Linked DNA regions of Mus musculus: regions 2, 3, 4 and 5 are each linked to region 1. The links are chromatin contacts, called in public HiChIP or PLAC-seq, Micro-C and promoter capture Hi-C maps. All regions are on one chromosome and are shown on one strand. Each heading gives the region's core, a stretch centred on a gene start, on an enhancer-like site or on the middle of the called end of the contact. The rest is flanking DNA. Distances are from core to core; before and after follow the strand shown. Region 1 holds the start of Pdgfra (platelet derived growth factor receptor, alpha polypeptide). Region 2 holds the start of Kit (KIT proto-oncogene receptor tyrosine kinase). Region 3 has its middle 31 kb from the start of Lnx1. Region 4 has its middle 110 kb from the start of Lnx1. Region 5 has its middle 63 kb from the start of Gm52779.

The links. Promoter capture Hi-C pulls out the DNA fragments that hold promoters and counts their contacts. Hi-C and Micro-C count contacts between places; a contact is called where the count stands out from the background. HiChIP or PLAC-seq counts read pairs in DNA pulled down with a chosen protein or histone mark.
Region 2: a Micro-C map of embryonic stem cells shows a contact between it and region 1, with 2.7 times the contacts expected there. The contact joins the promoter of Kit here to the promoter of Pdgfra in region 1. A contact is called at or near these places in 2 of 484 Hi-C or Micro-C datasets (both in embryonic stem cells) and 1 of 9 other capture datasets (liver).
Region 3: a contact with region 1 is called in an H3K4me3 HiChIP or PLAC-seq map of embryonic limb bud, with 4 times the contacts expected there. The contact joins the enhancer-like site here to the promoter of Pdgfra in region 1. A contact is called at or near these places in 13 of 39 promoter capture datasets (the SN4741 cell line, Sertoli cells, cranial neural crest and 7 more), 1 of 15 datasets of contacts at CTCF or cohesin (embryonic stem cells), 4 of 484 Hi-C or Micro-C datasets (brown adipocytes, embryonic fibroblasts, embryonic stem cells and 1 more), 21 of 115 datasets of contacts at active chromatin or transcription factors (the NIH/3T3 cell line, craniofacial prominence, embryonic basal ganglia and 12 more) and 4 of 9 other capture datasets (adipose tissue, embryonic stem cells, liver and 1 more).
Region 4: an H3K4me3 HiChIP or PLAC-seq map of embryonic stem cells shows a contact between it and region 1, with 48 read pairs. The contact joins the enhancer-like site here to the promoter of Pdgfra in region 1. A contact is called at or near these places in 11 of 39 promoter capture datasets (3T3-L1-derived adipocytes, the HPC-7 cell line, the SN4741 cell line and 6 more), 3 of 15 datasets of contacts at CTCF or cohesin (the NIH/3T3 cell line, embryonic stem cells and large pre-B cells), 39 of 484 Hi-C or Micro-C datasets (B cells, the C10 cell line, the C2C12 cell line and 26 more), 19 of 115 datasets of contacts at active chromatin or transcription factors (the NIH/3T3 cell line, bone marrow-derived macrophages, craniofacial prominence and 12 more) and 5 of 9 other capture datasets (adipose tissue, embryonic stem cells, liver and 2 more).
Region 5: a promoter capture Hi-C map of embryonic stem cells shows a contact between it and region 1, with 4 times the contacts expected there. The contact joins the enhancer-like site here to the promoter of Pdgfra in region 1. A contact is called at or near these places in 9 of 39 promoter capture datasets (the 3T3-L1 cell line, the C10 cell line, embryonic stem cells and 3 more), 1 of 15 datasets of contacts at CTCF or cohesin (embryonic stem cells), 2 of 484 Hi-C or Micro-C datasets (nephron progenitors and pancreatic cancer cells), 9 of 115 datasets of contacts at active chromatin or transcription factors (craniofacial prominence, embryonic stem cells, extraembryonic endoderm stem cells and 4 more) and 4 of 9 other capture datasets (adipose tissue, liver, macrophages and 1 more).

The regions. Positions count from the first base shown.
Region 1 is chr5:75,150,993-75,153,513 of GRCm38.p6, forward strand. It overlaps Pdgfra (platelet derived growth factor receptor, alpha polypeptide), which reads left to right and starts at 1,259. Exons shown (of 23, transcript NM_011058.3): 1 at 1,259-1,465.
Region 2 is chr5:75,573,725-75,576,245 of GRCm38.p6, forward strand. It overlaps Kit (KIT proto-oncogene receptor tyrosine kinase), which reads left to right and starts at 1,263. Exons shown (of 21, transcript NM_001122733.1): 1 at 1,263-1,394. The coding sequence starts at 1,328.
Region 3 is chr5:74,732,815-74,735,335 of GRCm38.p6, forward strand. No RefSeq gene overlaps it. Among named protein-coding and RNA genes, the nearest start is that of Lnx1, 31 kb to the left of the region's middle. Within about 2 kb of position 1,262, at least 5 of the 459 cell types and tissues checked have an H3K27ac peak or open chromatin away from gene starts, as enhancers often do. A contact at or near this core is called in embryonic limb bud, where this site is marked.
Region 4 is chr5:74,812,335-74,814,855 of GRCm38.p6, forward strand. No RefSeq gene overlaps it. Among named protein-coding and RNA genes, the nearest start is that of Lnx1, 110 kb to the left of the region's middle. Within about 2 kb of position 1,262, at least 10 of the 459 cell types and tissues checked have an H3K27ac peak or open chromatin away from gene starts, as enhancers often do. A contact at or near this core is called in embryonic stem cells and liver, where this site is marked.
Region 5 is chr5:74,879,738-74,882,258 of GRCm38.p6, forward strand. No RefSeq gene overlaps it. Among named protein-coding and RNA genes, the nearest start is that of Gm52779, 63 kb to the right of the region's middle. Within about 2 kb of position 1,259, at least 20 of the 459 cell types and tissues checked have an H3K27ac peak or open chromatin away from gene starts, as enhancers often do.

The sequences.
Region 1 (2,521 bases), core at 9-2,508:
GGGAAACCTCTGTGATTTACGCCAGAGCCTCAGGTCCACTATAGTGGTGAAATAACCGATGGTTATTCGACGTTTTGTTATCAACCTGGTCACCTTGTCCATTTTAATTTTGATGTGTGAGATGGAGGTGGTGGTGGTGGTGGTGGTGGTGGTGGTGGTGGTGGTGGTGGTGGTGGAGATAGAGGACTTCTCACACCCCCCCCCCCACACACACACACCAAAAGCATTCAAAAATAGAGCGCAAGTCGAAGGCCCTCCCTTCCCCCACCCGCTCCGGGAAGTCCCGCTTCGCCCAGGTTTGGTTCCTGGAGTGTCAGCGCCCCCTTTCCCTCGCCAGCAGGATCGCCGTGTCCCAACTGTCTCTCGCTGGGTGTCTTGGGTTCCCTGGTTTGTGGCTCAAACGTCCTGAAAGCTTTCCTAGGGTACGTCGCGTGCGACCCACTCGGAAGGGTGGAATTTAGGAGGATAAAAATCCTTCTGCCATCAAGATGCAGAGGGCAGGCATTTGGTAGTCACGCCTAGCCTGAGCGTTTTCATATGAAGATAGAAGAAGCGAGGACCAGATAACCCCCGAAAACAAAGGCAGGACCAGATAAGTGGCTCCGAAGGGATAAAGGTCGTTCTTTCCTTCTTCCGGAGAACATCCCAAAGGTACGCCGAGCAACCGTTATTTGCACACCGCCTCACAATCCAGCCTTTCAAAAACCCATCATCTTCCTATTAGACTCCACAGTTTCCTAATCCCATTAAAGGATTAGCAACTACACGGCACTTTCCCTTAAGACCCCCAGTTCAAAACGACGCAGCCGCGTTAGAATTTCTCCCCAGGGCCATATTTCTAGCGAGGCCCAGACTGTCTATAGAAAGGATAATTTGAATTCTAGATTTATATTCGTTTTAGAAATGAGCAGCAATTTTACGTGTATTTTCTTTTCGAAGAGAATACAAAACAATAGCACCCCCACCCCCAAATTGGGAAGTCAACTCATTTTGGAAATGATGGCTGTTTGTAGTTTCCTGAAACCTCTTTCCCGGCAGAACGTCAACACCTCCCCCTTCGGCCCCCCACCCCACCCCATCTGGTTTGCTCCCCCCTCCTCGTTGTTGTTGAAGTCTGGGGGTTGGGACTGGCCCCCCTGATTGCATAAGAGCAAAAAGCAAAGAAGAGGTCTTGAGCCTGAGAGAGTCAGAGAGCAAGGAGTCCTAGGGAAACTTTTATTTTGAAGAGACCAAGGGGGGGGGGGACTTCATTTCCTGACAGCTATTTACTTTAAGCAAATGATTAGTTTTTGGAGGACGGACTATAACATTGAATCAATTACAAAATGCGGGTTTTGAGCCCATTACTGTTGGAGCTTGAGGGAGAGAAACAAACGGAGGAGCTGCGGGGAAGGACTGGAAGCTTGGGGCTTACTTTTCACTCCGGGTATCGGATTTTCTTTGCAAATTGACATAGAAGGAGAAGGTAAGGGAGAGGAAAAAGTGACTTTTGTTTCTCAAGAAGGTCCCTGATCATAACTTGGGGCTGCAAGAAGCTAAGTAACTTCAAATTTTGGGCAACGAGGAAAACAAAAACAAAACAGCTGAGTTCAGTGGTGTGTCCAGAAAGTAACTTATTCTGAATAAACTTCACTGGAATGGGGGGTGTGGGGGGGTAACCATTAGAGAGTCAAAGATAAAAAAAAAAAAAGAAAAAGAAAAAGAAAATGAAAAAAAATCCAGACCTATTTTTAAAAGCAATGTTTTTTTTTTTTTCCCTACACAATCCTATAGCCTTCCAAAGAAATTGTTAGGCTTACATTTTTGAGGTTTTCCTCCAGGGTGGGGGTGGCGTTCGTGCTTACTGGGACGAACACCAAGTAACATTGGGGGGGTGGAAGCCGCGGCGCTTGGCCTCTTGGCAGTGGGTCACGGAAGAGGACAGGTTTTTAATGAGTATTTTCATTCGTCGCCCGCGGTTTGGCGGGACTACGCTGTAGCGGGTGGTGCGGCGCGAAGCTTGGGGAGGGGGCGCACCAGGAGAAGTGTGTGTGTGGAGGGGAAAGGGGCGCCGAGTGGGGCGCGGGAAAGCGCTAAGAAAAAAGGGAGGTGTGAAGGGCTCGGCTGGAGGAGGTCGGACCTCGGATGCCGGCCGGGCACACTCGGCGCCAGTCGAGCCCTCGTAATTACTGGACGGCGCTGCTGTTGGAAACATCTGGGGCCAGACTTGAGCGCGGCGGTGGCGGCTGCAGCACCGTGAGAGGGGCGCGCGGGCGAGGGGCGCAGCTCCAAGGGTTCCGGAGAGATTGGAGCGAATTACTTGGGTGCTAGAAGCCTCGGGCGGAATCCGCAGTGCGCTGGGATCGTGCGCCTCTCACTCCAGCGACGGAGGCAGCGGCGGCAGCGGCGGCGCGGACGAGCGATCTGGAATAATGACAAACACATTTGGCCTCGAGTGAAGAAGTCGTCCTGGCCTCGCATTCCAGCAACTGGGATTTGAGGAATTTCAAACTGCACTCCGAGGGGCCCTCATTGTGCTCCG
Region 2 (2,521 bases), core at 13-2,512, 420 kb after region 1:
ACTTTAGGAGTTGGAGAGTTGGGTCAATTAGTTAAGAACAAGAAAGTTGGCGCATGACTTTAATCCCAGCACTTGGGAGGCAGAGGCAGGCGAATTTCTGAGTTCGAGGCAGCCTGGTCTACAAAGTGAGTTCCAGGACAGCCAGTAACCCTGTCTCGAAACAAACAAACAAACAAACAAAGAAACAAACAAAGAACAAGAGTAGTTGGGCTCCAGGCACCCACAAGATGATACACAAGCATCCGTAACTCTAGTTTCAGGAGATCTGACATCCTTCTGACCTCCCTGGGCACTAGTCACACACGTGGCACACACACATATTCATGTAAGTAAAACACTCATACACATTAAAAAAAAACTTTAAAAGGAAATTATTTTGCTTTTATCTTGCTCCTAAGGCAGACCACAGTCGGATCGAGTTGGGGAAAGGGGGACTCAGAGGGGATGGGGCGGGGGGGGGGTGTTGAGGGTGAGATTAAAAAAATAATTAACACAAGAGAAAAGGCACCCAAATGCAAATAGGTTTTAAAAACCGAGTTTCAAAGCTAACTCCTTCACAGGATGCCTCTGTAGTCCACTGGCCCAGTTTCCACAAGTCTCAGCAGGAGCTTGGCTGGGTGGAGGTCCACGCTGGCCAATAGAAATCAGCTGTATTCTTACAGGTTTCGCAGCAGGTGGAGAAACTGAGCATGAAAAATTACTTAAACGTGGGCTCGGTCTTTTACTGAGGTCAGGGGTGCCACGATCCGTCCTCCTCTACCAACAGGAACAGAAATAAATGTTGGGGACCCAGTTTCCTAATCCCTTCGCCCGGCAATCCCGACTAGTAACACCTCCACCATAAGCCGAATATATTCTCCCCGCTCCGGAGCTTGCTGGAGGGACCGGTGGTTGTCCTTTATTGTCTAGGGAGCACCTGCCAGGTGGCTGGCCCGTACCTAATGCGCTCGTGGCGCTGGGCTTCACAAAGCGCGGGCAGCACCTGCGTGGCCAGCCAGCCGCCTGGACTGAAGGACCACCGATGGAGGGAGAGTGCTAGGAGGAAGAGGATCCAGGGTGGAGGGCCTGTGGGGGCTCCTGGTCTTAGAGGGCACAGCGCCCCCGGGATCAGCTTATTGCAGCCCGAGAGCCCCGGGCACTAGGCAGCGGGAGGGAGTGCGACCCGGGCGGGAGAAGGGAGGGGCGTGGCCACGAGCTGGGAGGAGGGCTGGAGGAGGGGCTGTCGCGCGCCGCTAGTGGCTCTGGGGGCTCGGCTTTGCCGCGCTCGGTGCACTTGGGCGAGAGCTGTAGCAGAGAGAGGAGCTCAGAGTCTAGCGCAGCCACCGCGATGAGAGGCGCTCGCGGCGCCTGGGATCTGCTCTGCGTCCTGTTGGTCCTGCTCCGTGGCCAGACAGGTGGGAAAGAGCGGCAGACAAGAGGACTGCACCCTCTGTGGGCGCAGCCCGGGTCCGGGAGGGGTGCCACCTGGGTGCGTCCGGAGTGGTAGCTGTTGGCTTTTCCCATGCCTACCACCTCGAAGGTGGTAGGCGGCCGCGGGACTCTGGTGGCCCGCCTCGCTCACCTGAGCTGAGAGACCTCAGCCCGGGTGGTGGAGACCCGGGGCCGAGGGTCTTCTGGGAACCCAGGCAGCGAGCTGCAGGCTGCGGGCGAGTTTGGTGATGCTTTTGTGCCGACTGCGCGCGGGTGGCAGGGGCGGGCGGCCTCGGGCTTCGCACCGAGAGCGTCCTCTCTCCGAGCGAGGTGCGGCCACGGCTTCCTTTTTGTTAAAAGTTGCGCGTGGGTGACCGACGCCTGGGACAACCAGCCCACGGGTCCCGGACACACGCCGGGCAAAGTTGGAGAGCCTTTTCTTGCGGCCGCTGCTTCCCCACCTCGGGCGCTCTTTGTGCACAGTGCTGGGGACGCAACTGCAGCCGCTCTCATCGTGCGCGGCGCCACCCGAGGAGACGAATCTCGGGCTTGCTTGCCCCCACCCAACTCCGTTTTTTGCACGGGGAGCACGCGGCGTGAGGCTCTGGGGCGGGACCCCACGAGCCTGTAGGTGGCGGCTATGGGGACAACTTGAGCCGGGCGTGTGGCGAGCAGCCGCTAGGTTGCAGACTTTTTCCTTTTGTAAATCTCGTGCTAGGGGCTCGCCCCTCTCTGCAGCCGCACGGTGTTCGTTGCTGCCACGCGCCAGGGAGCTGCTGTAGCCTACGTTGGTCGCCAGCTTCTGGGAATCAGGGACTGCGTGCGGGGACGCAGCTGTTCTTGCCACCTCGTGCGCGCTGGACCAGGACCGAGTCAGTTCTCCCCAGCTTTGGAAACCTCTGGTTTCAGTGTATGCGACTTGTAATCGCAGGTGGCCGTTTTTTTTTTTTTTTTTTTTTTTTGGAGGGGAATCCCGAGATCCAGAAACCCTCTCCCACGTGATAGCCATACTCAGGGCTGCCTGGGGAGGCTAGGGGGTGGGGGAGAAGGGGTAAGCTTTCTGCAAATAGCATTTGTTTCTTCAAGCTGTTGGGAAAATCTTGTTACCTTT
Region 3 (2,521 bases), core at 12-2,511, 420 kb before region 1:
CCCTTAAGCACAGCTCTAAGCGGCTGTCTAGTGTTCTCAACTTGAGAAGGTGGCGTGTGATGGAGGAAATGCTTGCGTTAGGTAAGCCTCATTCATGCTTGAGTAGGACATGAGTTGAATGTTAAAGAATCAACAGTATGTGTTAAATTAGATCTCTTTAAACAAAAACACACAGGAGACAAAGTTACATGTGATCAGGAGATGAAAATGTGACCGCAGGCTTACAGAGTAACCTGACCTAATTCTCACTAATAAGAACTCACTGCTTTGAGGTGCTAACGTGTCGAAAGGACCATTCCTTCTATTGACAGCATCCTTGCCATTCCTATCCCATAACTGCATGCCCTGTGAGGAGGTCAAATCGGAGAACAACCAGAAGTCTGGGGGCTGAAGCGATGGCTCAGTGGGTAAGAGCACCTGCTACATAAGAACAGGGGTGGGGCTCAAATCCTCAGTCCCCACTTTAAAAAGCTGGGCTTGCTTGAGTGATGGAGCAGGACAGTGACATTCAGCTGCCTCCACCCTCCACGTGGGAGCACACATGTGTGTATGCATCTCTCTCTCTCTCTCTCTCTCTCTCTCTCTCTCTCTCTCTCTCACACACACACACACACACACACACACACACACAAACACACCTATAATCCTAGAACTCTGGAGGAGGCTGAGTTTGAAAGAGGACCAGTTTGAATTCATATGCATATTAAATAGACCAAAACAAGCCCCTTGACTAGATCTGGGAGGAGACAAGGGGCGGCAGTGATGGGTGGCGGTGATGACACTGTGAACACACATGGTTTCTTGTCATGAGCACTTCTTGTGGGATTTATGAGGCTGAAACAAATGGTCAATAAGGAAGGAGCTTACGCCCAAGACAGCAGGTTTTGGAAAAGTAACCTAACCCAGAGAGCCTGAGAGCCAGAGAGGTGGCTGTGCCTTTATGGCCAAGGGACAGAAGTAAGGGGGAATCTGTGAGTGACAGAGCCCGCTCTGAGAAGTCAGTGGGGGGAAAGGAGAAAAGAGGTGCAGAGAGAGGGAGAGAAGGGAAGATGGGAAGAGGGGGAGAGGGAGAGAGGGGGAGAGGGGGAGAGGGGGAGAGGGAGCGCCCAGGGTCTCTGTGCACTCCTGCAGAACATGAAGTGTCAGCAGGCTCATCAGCCGCACATCCCTTCACGAAAGCACAGGTGCCTTGTTTCCAGCCTGGATGTGGTGTTAGCAATAATGAGCCCCCAGTTACCATCACCCTGTAAAACACATCAGGGCAAGGGGAGCCATTGTCTACTGTGAAAACAGCCATCAAGTCTGCACTGTTGGAAAAACACCTGCCCCTGTTTTGCAAGGTGTTTGGCTTCCTTGGGGCCACTCACTAAGTTCCCACAAAGCTGTGCACTGGACAGTTTTCACAAGAGGTTTGGAAAACCAAGTTGGATTTCAGGTTTGACTCACACAAGCAATCTTTGGGCAGGCTTTGTTCTCCGCAGTCGGCTCTCCTTCCGGGACCTTCCTCCATCCCAGGCTGTAGCTGTTGTTCAGGATGAAAAGGTACAGGAGCTGGCTGCTGTAATTGGAGCCTGCACCTGCAGACCCTGGGCCTGGGAGGAGGCTCCGTGTGGCTGCTCTGTGTGCAAGTGTTTATGGGTGTGGATTTGATTTCCTCTGAGGAATCCTGAGATACTGCACAGTTTGTTTTGGGCATGAATATGCTGGAAGGAATCCAAGTTGTTCAGCCACTTTCTCTATTCTGAGCAAGTGGGGATCACCCCTTTACCCTCTAAGAAGGAGGATTTTTTTTCTAAGCCATGAAAACATACCCAGTGTATCTGGGTCTGATGGCTCCTAGTCCCACAAGGGGACTTAGATAAATGGTGCCTTCAGAGAGTGAGTGGGCACCACGGCCAGGCTTTCTCCCATTAATAAGTGGACGAATGTTTTATGTCTCTCACGTCTGCCTTTAGTAACGTTATCCAAGCAACAGTGAGGACCAATATCCACCTCTGCATCCAGCCTCACTTGAGGAACCTCTCAAGTGAGCCAAATGGTGATGCCTCTGCCCTTGGCCCAACCACACCCACGGATCCAAGTTTACTGTTATAGCACTTCTGTTTCTCATGTCTCCTTTCTCCTCGGTTCTCCACAACCTTTGTGGCAACCGTGCATCTGTTTTCTGTAACTATAGATTGTTTACATCGTTTGCAATTTTATGTAATTTAATTCCATGTGGCTTCTATCCCTTTAACATGATAATTTGGGGGTTCATTCATATTGTGTGTCAACGGCTCATTCTTTTGTAACTTTTTTTGTATTATATGGTCATAGCTCAGACTGTACTACCATGTAGGAAATTTTTACATGCATTCCAGGGCTTGAGTTCAGGTCTTAACACTTTCCTGGCTGAGTTGTCTCCTCAGCCCCCCCCCCCCTCTCTCTCTCTCTCTCTCTCTCTCTCTCGTTGTTTGTTTGTTCTTGGTGGTGCTTTAGCTTTCATTGGTTTTGAGATAGAATCTTGTTCTGTAGTCCAGGC
Region 4 (2,521 bases), core at 12-2,511, 340 kb before region 1:
CACCCACAACCCCCTCCACCTACTCAACATCCTGTCAGGTTAGAGACGAAGGTGAGACTAATCGGCTGAGAATGGATATACTGGGACAAGAGGAAATTCCTCATGGGCACATAGTCTATTTAATTCTAGAACTGGTTGATGTTAAAGAGTTACGGAAGAAATCTCCCCACACCCACATGTGGCCATTACACATGGTAAATATGCAAAATTAGCAAACTTGGGAGGTGAGAAATAGACAGAGAAGCACAAGTTGGAAATTTTTCTCATCATTCAGAACTCAAGTCATTCAATACGGTGGAAAATTGAAACACGTTCCTAAAAAAATAATGACTCCAACCTTTTCACATTTTTCATGACTTCTTTTCTTAACCTTTTTCCCCCAAGAGGGAGTTTTAAGGAAATAACATCTTTTGTGTTAAAGAGCATTGAACAAAAAGACAACAACTTCTTCAACTCCCTAATGTTAAATTCAATTATTTTAGTGTGCACAAATATGCTCACATTTCTGTAAAGCTGTCTCTGCTTGAGTCTCTCTTTCACACTCTCAGTAGCATATCTTGTCTCCATCTATCTACATATCTATCTATCTATCTACAATATTTATGTATCTATCTGTATATCAATGTATCAATCTATATATCTACATATCTATCCATCTACATATCTATCTGTCTATCTATCTATCTATCTATCTATCTATCTATCTATCTATCTATCTAGAGATAGATTCTCTTAGATTCTCTCCCCGCCCTCCATCTCCCAAATTTACTGGCATCATCCCATTTAGTTTTTACAACACGCCCATGAACTAGGCATTGCTGTCATTCTATAGACAAATGCACTTTATTCTTAAATCCCTTTGGGAGGAGACAGAGGCTTTAACAACAAGGAGGGCAAAGATTTGCACTATACATGTGATGAAAACAATTGAAATGAATATCAATAATGTCTCTGAAAATGTAACTGAGGGCAGGGGCAGACCCTCCTAGTTCAGTAGGCCTGGGCCCAGAAAACTGGAATCCACTGGCTCCTAGAAGTTAGGGGTGGCCCGACTTCCCAGCCTTACCAAGAGGGTGATCCAGAGTCCACCCTGCAGGAGAGAGGACAGAAGAACAAAGGTCAAAAGGCCCTATGCCAAACCCTACAAAATTAGCATATTCAAAACAAGTTGGCAAAGAAAAGGTTTGAAAACTCTCAGCAGGGGCAGCCAACTAAAGCCAGTGCCACTGCCAAAGGTACAGAGCCACTCTGGAGGAGTGGAGGAGCATAGTGAATAATCTGGCTCATTAGGATGACAAAACACACCCCCGGGGGTGGAGCTTTAGGATGCTAATGAGGCATGTGACTCACAGGTACCTGTAGAACTTCACGAAACAGATAGAACACAGAAGAAAGAGGAGGTAGAGGCACTGCAAATTCTGCAAAGCTTGCGCAAAGGGAACTAAGCTCCCAGCACTTGGCAGGGCCTCTGAGCTGCTAAGTTTCACCCGTCTGTACTTAACCATCTTCTGCTGCTTGCCAGGGCCGTTCATCTTGACAAATTGTCCCTGCTTCCTTTGCAGTCATGTGCCTGTTTATTTCTTTGTTCTGCAATGCAAGAGGCTGAACCTCTCTCTGGGTGTGGGGGTGGGAGATGGGGGGTGGAGGTAGGGGTGCCTTCTGAACCCAACTAGCATTACAATATCACTGGGAGCAGGCACCTTCTACAGTTAGGTCTCTGGCGGTTTAAAAATAAGAAATAGCACTCTAAGAAAGATAAACTTAGGGAGGGAGAAAACTGTGCCAACTTTTTCAGTGTTACATCTCTGACTGTCAACATCACACCATTGATAGCAGGTAGCATGGGTGACTATGCAGAAGGAAAGGATGAGTGAAGGGAGGGGAGAAAGGCAGGAAGGGAAGGAAAAGAGGAAGGGAGGGAAGGAAGAGAGGAAGGGAGGGAAGGAAAGGGGAGGGGAAGGGAAGGGAGAGAAGGAGGGAGGGAAGGAGGGAGGGAAGAAAAGGGGGAGGAGGGAAGGAAGAGAAGGAGGGAGGGAAGGAGGGAGGGAAGAAAAGGGGGAGGAGGGAAGGAAGAGAAGGAGGGAGGGAGGGAAAGAAAACCTTTATAGCCTCTCTTTTATAGGCTCTTCTTGCATACCAGTAGCATCTTAGGAGCATTGGTGCCCCCTTCCCACCTGGCATGAGACACATGCACTCTGCAGATGATGAAGTAAAACAAACAAAAAAAACAAAAAACAAAAAAAAAGAGGGCAAGATTCTGCTTAAGCCACAGTCAAGGTCCTAGATGGCTTAGCAGACTTCTCCACAGCAGAGAAATGCACAGCGTGTTTAAGCAGCCTGTATGTTGAGGTCTATGAAACAGCGGTCTGGCTCTTGACTAGTTCCAGCTGACCCAACATGCTCAAATAGCAGCCATAACTCTCAGGATACTGAATCCACAGACGTTTCTGTAGTGCAGTCTTTGTTACCGTAAAGTGCCATACTTCTGGAAATTTGACTGGGTTGGTGGTGCTATTGGGCT
Region 5 (2,521 bases), core at 9-2,508, 270 kb before region 1:
AAAAAAAAAAAAAAAAAAAACGGACAGTGACGTGTAGACAGATGAGCACAAGTAGAGAGAGGCAGGTGAGCCGAGACCCCCAAGTGAGTCAGCACTGTTCACACATGGCTATTTCGATATCCTCACAGCCTCTCCCCCACCCCCACTTCCATTCATCTACCCAGAGCCTTTGTTCTGTAATCTCCATGCCAAATCCCATCTCCTTTCAGAAGTCTCTGTGGACCACTTGACCTCTCTGCAGTGGAACCCACTTGGGACTCTAAGGTATCACGGCCCACACCATAGCTTCTCAAATGATGCCTGTGACCTCTTATGTTCTTTTGATTTATTGTTTAAACTGCTGAGCTTATGTATTTGTAGTTACGTTAAGCTTCTGAGAAGTGTGACGCATGTTCCCTGTATCTTTGAGCATATGACGTGTGATGGCTATCTCTTTGGTGTAGAACACAGGCTTGTCTCTTATCACCACAAATCCCTGGTCCGTTGCTGTCAGATGCTTCTTGATGGGGTCAGACCATCCGCTGTGCTTTGCTGTAGGTTTCTGCTGTGTATATGTGTGTGTACTGTGTGTACTCTGTGTGTGTGTGTGTGTGTGTGTGTGTGTGTGTATATACTCTGTGTATGTGTGTGTGTGTGTGTGTGTACTGTGTGCGTGTACTCTGTGTGTGTGTACTGTATATGGGTGTTTCTGCCTTCTCCCTTGTGTACTTCAGTAATGGATTTCCATGAGTATTTAAAGACGCTCAGACTTGAGAGACCTGCATGCTAGCTTGAGTGCAGTAGAATTTCAAACACTTGTTCCAGTTCTTTCTATGCATGAACGAGCTAGTTCTAAGTCCCAGCTGAGTGTAGGCCCTGGAATGGAAGGTGCTTGGGAAGTGCTCTAAGACAACAGCGAGTGAAGCCAGCACGCCCCACTATCCTAAGCCCTCTCATTCCTGTTTGTTTGGTTTTGGTTTTCCCAGAAGCCCACTGGCGTCCAATAGCTCATCTCCCAGAAAAGGGGTGACATTTATACCACATCCCCTCCTGAGAACAGAGGAGTTATCTGGGGACTGGGGATGTGCCCCATACACTCTGATATCTCAGATAGCAGTCTTAGCTCACTGTGTTAGGAATCAGCTGCACAGAGCCGCGGTCGCTGCCTTGGAGTCTGAACTGAGGCTGAAAGCTGGCAGGACAGTTCCAAGTATCCTCTTCCTGTTTGAGAGAGTTGCTGGCAGGTTTCTGAAAACCTGCACCTTATTTATGTCTTTAATCCTGGGCTCCCTGCCACTAAGCATTTCAGAACCAGAGCAGTCCTGTTTAGTATTAGGCCCTTCCCACCCCCGCCACCACCCCAGTGAACAGAGGGTGGGCGAGCAGAGATGGGCTCCATCGTGGTTGGTGCTTGCCAGGGAAACAGGGGCTGGGATGACCACGGGGACGAGCCCTTGGGAAGCAGGGAGGGGCATCGTGTTTTCTGGTTTTTTTCTGATGTTTAATCCAAGACAGAGATGGGTTTTTGAATAGGAATTTAAAAAGAGAGGAACATTTAGGAGAAAGCGCCCTTTCCCCCAAAACAATCTTCTCGGCCTTGTTTCTCCTTCTAGTTGGTAATTTAAGGCTGGATGCATGGTCGACGTTACCATCCCAGACTGATTTCATGCCATCGGGGTGTATTTCTTTAGAGAAGTAAATCGTTGGGAGGACAGAAGCGAAGAACAAGGGCCTTGGGGACCAACGTCAGGGATTATTGGAGAGAGTTTACAACAGCCAGGGGAAGGGTGACTGAGGCAGGTCTGAATTAAAGGGGGGGGGTGAGTCCTCCAGAAACACCAACAAGTTGGGAGGCCAGTGTAGATTCATTAGTTTTGGTCTAATTGCATGAAAATCTTGTCATTGCCCTCAAGGCAGATAGTACACAATACACACATGGTACATACGTTACACACAGTGTATACACAATACACACAGTACACACAGAGTATACACACATACCATATACACACAGTACACACACAGCATATACACATACCATACACACATACAGTACACACAGTGTACACACAATACACACAGTACACACAGAGTATTCACACATACCATATACACACAGTACACACACACCATATACACATACCATACACACATACACAGTATTTGATGTGTAGTGAGTGACCTGTAGCCACAGCCTAAACAAATAATAAATAAGTGAACTGAAATTAGAAATGACTTTGGATTGAGCTGTTCAAATAGCAGTGGGGTAGCATTGTTACCACAACAGTGAAACAACAGGGGCACACGGTAATAACTGGCCCACTGACCTATAATTGGATGTTTTATGCGACATATTTCTTATCCCACAGAGAATGCTTGATTTTTTTTTCTTTTTCTCATGCCAGGGTGGAATCCAGAGCCTCAAGGACTAGGCAAGTGCTCTACCACTGACCCACACCACCAGCCCTAAAGAATCTTCTTAAATGTCAACATACAGCTGGGCAGTGGTGGCGCATGCCTTTAATCCCAGCACTTGGGAGGC